2 separate regions of the Gossypium hirsutum genome follow, and region 1 is linked to region 2. Evidence: chromatin contacts called from public Hi-C data. All regions are on one chromosome and are shown on one strand. Each heading gives the region's core, a stretch centred on a gene start, on an enhancer-like site or on the middle of the called end of the contact. The rest is flanking DNA. Distances are from core to core; before and after follow the strand shown.

Region 1 (3,618 bases), core at 260-2,759, 68 kb after region 2:
CTTTGACTTCGTGGTCTAATCTTGGGCATTGACGTATAAATGATCCTTTCCATTGGACACCATTAGTAGCATACAATGAAAGTGAAGGTTGTTGGATGAATTAATTACTTGTTTTATTTTAGATGCAATGTCGGTTGGAGTTTGATTCCTAAGTCCAACCAATTTTCCTTTCACATATTTCATCAAAGAGTTATACCTTGTAACTACCATATCCTAATACCATTTAATAAAAGTATTAAAATTTGTTGGGTATCGTTGATTGAGTCTTAACTCAATTGACATGTATATTATTGTCAATATAGGAGGATGTGGGTTCAAGTGCGTTGAAGCGCATTATCTTCGTATTTGTGGGTTGGGAGGGGCTATGAATAATTAGAGTATCAAATATGATCAAAACCTATAATGAGATGTAATCTCGCAAGATTAACATATCACATTTCATTGTTTCATTAACTTGTATAGTTCATGTGCACTTTGAATTAGGATGAGTTATTATGTTGTTATGGAAGTACTATGTAAATATATTCCTTCTCTTTACTCAATCTAAATTTGAGAGTCTTTTTATATAACTTTAAAAACAAGGTTTAAATGTCAAAAAAATCATTTAATTTTTTTATAGAAAAATCATTCAATTAAGCCTTTTAATTTGTAAATTGTACTCAATTAAACCTTTAAAATATAATTTCCTATTAAAACCTTCGAAGAGCCATTAAGTGATGACGTGATAGTTGATGTAGAAAATGATGATATAGGGCTAATATGGTGTTTGATGTGGAAATGATAATGTGGTAACTAATGCAATGAATTAATTGTTTTTTTAATTATTTATGAGGATTTTTTATTAAGCCTAAAAATTTAGCAAGTATAAAAAAATATAAAAATATTATAAAAAAAGTTATAGAAAATAATATAAAATTATTCAAATTTATAAAAGAATATAGATTTTTTTTTGTTATTTTGGTTTCTTTATTAAGGAAACGTGGAGCTTAAAGTGTGATGATGATCGAATTTGTTTGAGGTGCTTAGCAAGCAGTTTGAGTGACAATGAATTTAGTATTTGATGACTTAAGTTTTAAGGTGAGTGATGAATAATGATTTTGGTTGAATAAAGATGATGTATGTTTTGGGGTTATCCTCAAATCCCCTCTCACTATATATACAAGGTGAATGTATGTGATAAGTCTTTATTATAAAGACTCGATCAAACTACTTTCTGTATTATTAAATGATTCAATTTAATGTAAATGTTATTAAATAGAATTAATATTTATGATTTAAAAAATATTATTTATTATTAACAAAATTAATTTTTTTTAAAATTATGATTCTACAAATGAATCTCTTTTTCAATTTCCTATAATAATAGGACTTAGCAGTTGCCTTCACCATGTATATAATCAATTGGTCCATATATGAATGTTCCCCATCCCTTAACTTAATAAGGGCTAGCCCTAATGGCCCAAAATGCAAAAGGTTGTTGTCGAGTTTGCCAAAGCTAATTTGAAGTAGGTGAAGTGCTTGATATGCTAGAGAACCACTAAACCCTCACCAATGATTCAAGCCCAGACCAGGCCTAACCATATACATACTTATTTTTTTTTATATAATTGTGTTTTAGCCCCCGTGGTTTAGAGGAGAAAATTAGAATAAGAAAAAGCATGTGGAACTAGACTTGTCCATGGGCCGGATTACCTGACCTGGCCCGAAGGCCTGCCTAAAAAATGAGAGGGTTTAGGTAAAAATCTAGGTCTAAAAAATGGGTTTGGGCAAAAAAAAAAAGACTCGTTTAGAGCCTCAAGTAAGACTTTTTCCCCGGCCCGAATATACAAAATAAAAAAAATTAAAACTACAATTTTTTATTATTATTTTGTTGCTATTTTCTTTTTTTTTCACTATTCTGCTACCATTTCACAATTATGTTGCTACTATTTTATTGTTATTGTATAACTCTTGTTTTATTGTTAATTTTGTTACTAGTTTAGAGGCATTTACTTGTTAAGTTGCACATATCTTAGTGTTATTTAAGTATACATCTTTTTAAAAAATTTATTTTTAATTTGTTGAGAAACATTTATTTTAATGTTATTAGTATTTTTGATGCATTATATATATATTTAAAAGTGTATAAAAATTAATATGGATAGACCAAGCTGGGTCGAGATTTTAGCATTTTTATTCAAGTCGAACTTAAACAAAAATTTAAGCCCATTTTTCAAGCCGAGTCGAATCTAAACATAACAAATAGGCCTAATTTTTTATTGAACTCGACCCATAACCTACCTCACCCCACCTGATGAGTCCATGTTCTATTTAAATCTTTTACTATTTTAATATTTTTATTATGTTTTTTTTTATTTCATGTTATACATACGTTTATAGTATTATATATTTAAATTTTGATATAATAATTATTTTATTTTATTAATTTTAACATATTTACATATTTTTACTGTATATTTTGCGTTTGAAAATGTTTTTATCAAAGTTCAATTTAGATGTTTGGTGAAATTTAAAAGTAATAGTAGCAATGAAATATAATGGTAAAATTAATTTGTTTTGTATTCAAAACCAATAAAATAGTAAGGTGGGAATAGAAATAAATATTTAATATTGCTATACCAGCCTATATATAATCATTGCCTAAAACGGTTCTAACAACAAACCATGAACTAATTTATATCTCTAAATTAAACTTGTTTAAAGGTTGTTTTATTTATCTAATTTAAAATGTGTATTTAAAATTTGGAAAGATTTTATAAAAAAAATAAGGTCTGAAAAATTAAATTAAACAATAAACTTAGACTCGTTTAAAATATAGACCGAAAACATTTAAGGCCCAAGTCTGACCTAACTCATTTTCTTAATTTGTAATATATTATATTTTTCTCATTTTTATGGGTAAACTACACTAGTAGTCACCCAACTATTAGATTATTTCTTTTTTGGTCACTCAATTATAAAAAGTTACAAAATGGTTACCCAATTATTGATAAAAAATTTATTTGGTCACCTAACTATTAAAAGTTACTAAATGGTCACCTAACTATTCAATTTTGTCTTATTTGTCACCAGTTGCCTAACGATGGTAGCTTTTAAAATTGGCATAATAGCAACTTTAACCCTCAATATTTTGTAACTTTTCATAGTTGGATTACCAAAAAAGAAATTTACTAATATTTGGGTGACTATTAGTGTGGTTTACCTTATTTTTATATATGATGTTATTTGTAACATAGAAAACTTAAATCTATAGTAATAATACTAGAATGTAAATATTAAAAAAATATTAAGTTGCTTGTATATATAAATTTAATAAATGAAAACATATAAATTTATTAAATATTAAATTAAAAATAATATATTTTCCCCAAAAATTTTAAAAACCGTACGGGCGAACCTAAAATGGGTTTGGGTTAGCCCTTTACAAATATGGGAGAGTTTGAGCAAAATTTTAGACCATATTTAGAGTCGGGCCGGACTTGAGCAAGCATAAAGTGCGTTAACATCATACTTAAGCCAAATCTGGACTTGACCCGGGTTGGCCCATGAACAACTCTACTTTCAACACATGAACGTACATAGATAAGGATTAACAATGCCCAAACTTGCACTCTGCCG
Region 2 (3,838 bases), core at 556-3,055:
TTTGTCTACCAACTTAACCAATGGTCTAATTACCATATAAGGACCTCCAATTTAAAATTTCATAACAATTAGACACCTCTAACTTGTAGAACTCAACTTTTGTACTTTTTACAATTTAGTCCTTTTGACTAAATTGAGTGCCCAAACGTCGAAATTTTCGAACGAAATTTTCACGAAATCATTTTGTGAAATCGCAGACCATAAAAATATAATAAAATATTTTTTTCCTCATTAGATTTGTGGTCCCGAAACCACTGTTCCGACTAGGCCCAAAATCAGGATGTTACACCACCCCCAACCTCGATAGCATGTTTGTCTTCAAAATTAAGGCATCAACAGGGGCGAATCTAATGGGGCTAGCAGAGGGCTCGACTCAATTTTTTATTTTGACCAATTTAAAATTTTTAGTAAAGGTAGAATTGTACTTTGGCCCCCTAAAAATGATAAAAATTTAATTTAATCCTTTAAAAATTATGGTAGTAAAAATTATAATTTAATTTCGGTCTTCCCTAAAAAAATTTTCTAACTTCGCCCCTGGGCATCAACGTTGAATTTGATAAAACCATGAGGAGGTGACTGCCAACATATTGTCCCATACGAACAAGGAACGAGTATCACCACCTAAGCCATCTCCCTCCTGCACACCGACGTAACCCACACCCACCATACCCGAGGCTGACGGATCACTGGCAGAAGTATAAACCATGTTGGCTACCATCCAATCTTGCACTAAACAGTCAGCATTTCAGATAACCCAAGACGGAGAAAGCTCACAATGCTGCCATTGAATGAGATTCTAGGCTAACCTAATTTACCGTAGAAGCACAAGCCCTCGGCGCATGGCCACATCGTTTGACAAAGCCAACAGTCCCAACAAAAAATCATTCCATGTAACATTATCGGTAGGGACATTTGCAGGCCATCGAACTGCCTGCGCTTTACAACAATGCAACAGAACATGTTCAACATCCTCATCCCCATGGCCCTGGTAACATTTGGCTGACACCGCAATACACGTCTCAAGTAGCCGCATTTTAACAGGAAGAAAATGGTGCAGGCAACGCCATATGAATTCCTTCACTCGAGGGGAACTTGCACTTGCCAAACTTGTTGCCAAGGTCCATCCCTAGCCAATCCATTCACGTTTGGGTACATGTTCATCGCTGTTATATAGGCTGACTTAACACTATACTAACCAACAACAGTAAAATGCCATATAAGCTTGTCAAGATGAGGACTTAAGCTGAAGAGGACTCACTATATATATTTTTTATTCCTAACATAAATTCGGTAACAAATTTAAATAATAACTTAATAATAAAACTTAAAACTTTGAGAGCCTCAAATAAACATTAAAAGATTCTAATAAAATAACAAACAAATAAAATAAAATAAAAATACACAAATATCTAAGTTATTCCTATATATATATATAGGAATGATGGAACACCTCTAAAATTGAACTTTTATTGACATTTAAAAGAAACAACTTCAAAGTCGACACCTAGAAATTTGCTATAAAAATAAAGAAATATATATTTAAAATATTTGAAATTTGAATTACAATATTTATATTATTAAAAATAGTTTTCGAAAAATGATTTTAATAAAATGGAAAAATATTTTACTTTCAAAAAATCAATTTAGCTTTTAAAATTTATTTTTTTGTGAGTTGCAACAAAAAATTGGCGAAATTATAAACAAACAGATAGTACAGAAACTAATATAATAATATAACCAAATATCTAACTTAAGAACAAAATTGAAAGATAAAATAGATTCCTGGATGAAATTAGATCTATTAATTGGATTTTAGGACAAAGTTGGTGGAGCCCCTAACACTTGAAGCTTTCAATAACAGTCTCTCCTGCTCAACTTCTAGCAAACGATCCCTCACGCCACTTTACGCAGGGCCTGCTTTTCCTCGAACATTCTAGAGCAATGGAACAAGCGAAGACGGAAACGCAACCCAACTCCAGCTCAGCTCCGATCCGAGAACCGAACCTGAAAGACTCGGATCCCGCAATGGATGCGGAGGGCTTTGTTGTGGTTCCAACATCAGAGCCACAGGAAAAGGAAGAGAAAGAGACTCAGAATCCGAAAGTGAGTCAGATTCAAAGCGAGCAATCACCGGTTCAGTCACCATCCGGATCGAGGAAATCAGTTCATTGGAGTCCGGAATTGATCAGCGAATCGCGTGCTGTGGATCACAGTTCCACCATGTCAGCTCCTGACGGATCCAATCCTTACGTTACTCATGCTCCGCCTACGGAATCTTCTTCTGCTTCCTTCAAAGGCAAGCCATTACACATTTTATTTCTATTTTGATTCTTTTTAAAAAAATTAATTATTAAATTATTTGTTTTCTGAACTTGGAAACAGAGAAGATGGACACAGTGAAGGATGTCTTAGGGAGATGGGGGAGGAAGGTGGCAGAAGCGACGAGGAAAGCGGAGGATCTGGCCGGGAACACGTGGCAGCACTGTATTTTTTCTGTTTTCTTTTAGAATTTCAATTGCTTTCTAGTTTATTTTTAATATTTGGTGCTTCCCCTCTTGGTTGGATTTGTAGATGGTATGAATTCGATTGCGATTGCGCTTTTAGGGTTAGAATTGATATTGAGTGCTTGGTCATTTCGGCTGGTTGATATTACTGAAAACTGAAATCTCAGATACTGAATTAGGGTTTAATATCTGGGTACACTATTTGGTGGGGTTCGTGTTTTGTATAGCTGGCTAGTTCTAAGAGTACTATAGGATATTAGGGAAGCATCATTTGGGCAATGGTTGGACAACTTTAGATATTGTGATTAAGGAAAGGGAGAGAATGTAATAAACTTCATTCTTTTTTCTTGTTTTTAACATGCTTTTAGGAAATGTAGTATTGATTTGTCAAGTGTTGGCTGGAGTTAGCATTTGTCTTAAATATTTACTTGGGAAAGAATAGAATTTGATGTAAGATTTAAGGTCAGGGTACTGCAGTTTCCTCAATTGGCATGTTCACTTCTTATAAAGCAGGCTTAAGATTTGAGTTATAGACTTGCATTTAATCAAACAGAAGACTTGAGCTGATAAAATATTTGACAAAGCAAAATGCGACTTATTTACACCCTAGCCAAGGGAGGTAATCAGGGGTGAGAAAACCTGGTGGACCTTCTGTACAAACATCTACCCAAACATAGAGTTAGTGTTATGAATGGCTCAGTAAAAGGGGGGGCATGACATAGCATTAGTTTCCAGAGATTTAGTGGTTATTGCTCCCATATCTCTCAATGGTTAGTAAGAGCTTTCTAGTCTCATGTGGTTGACCTTGGATCAGAAGCAAGCTAGTTGTTCCTCTATTCTGCATTTAGTCATATAGCTAGTTATTTAAAGTTTAACCATTTTAGTTTTCTTAAGTCATGGGTATCATCTGATTTATCCTTAGGGATGCTCAAAACTTACCCATATATTAAATATAACTGAAAGTATATTCTTGTTTCTTCTAATCAATAGAATTGTTATTATCCAAACCATGTTTGCTATTTCTTTGTTGAGATGTCTCGTGGACATTTGTTGATGACAACTCTTGCACTATAAATGTCTCCTAAACTTTGTCCAACTTTGGGGTCTCTTTTTTTTTTTTTTTTCTCCTTATACTTCTCACCTTCTGTCTCTAACATTAGAACTCTATTCATCCTCCTAATTGCTTTCTTTAAGTGCATGCTACAATCATGTAAATTGTGCATCACTTTCTTAATGCTTACATTGTTTCTTGAGCAGTCTATAACACAATTGCACATCCCTTTTGTACTGAAGGCCATCTCTAACTCCTTATTTGCTACATTGTCGCCACTTTT

Evidence for each region. A called contact is a pair of places that touch in the nucleus more often than the background predicts.
Region 1: a Hi-C map of hypocotyl shows a contact between it and region 2, with 2.7 times the contacts expected there. The contact joins the enhancer-like site here to the promoter of LOC107950415 in region 2. A contact is called at or near these places in 6 of 34 Hi-C or Micro-C datasets (callus, fibers, hypocotyl and 1 more).

The regions. Positions count from the first base shown.
Region 1 is chrD03:5,622,077-5,625,694 of Gossypium_hirsutum_v2.1, forward strand. No RefSeq gene overlaps it. Among protein-coding and RNA genes, the nearest start is that of LOC107941926, 14 kb to the left of the region's middle. Within about 2 kb of position 1,510, at least 3 of the 9 cell types and tissues checked have an H3K27ac peak or open chromatin away from gene starts, as enhancers often do. A contact at or near this core is called in hypocotyl and leaf, where this site is marked.
Region 2 is chrD03:5,553,388-5,557,225 of Gossypium_hirsutum_v2.1, forward strand. LOC107950415 (GLABRA2 expression modulator) reads left to right here and starts at 1,806. Exons shown (of 4, transcript XM_016885258.2): 1 at 1,806-2,296; 2 at 2,383-2,484. The coding sequence starts at 1,942.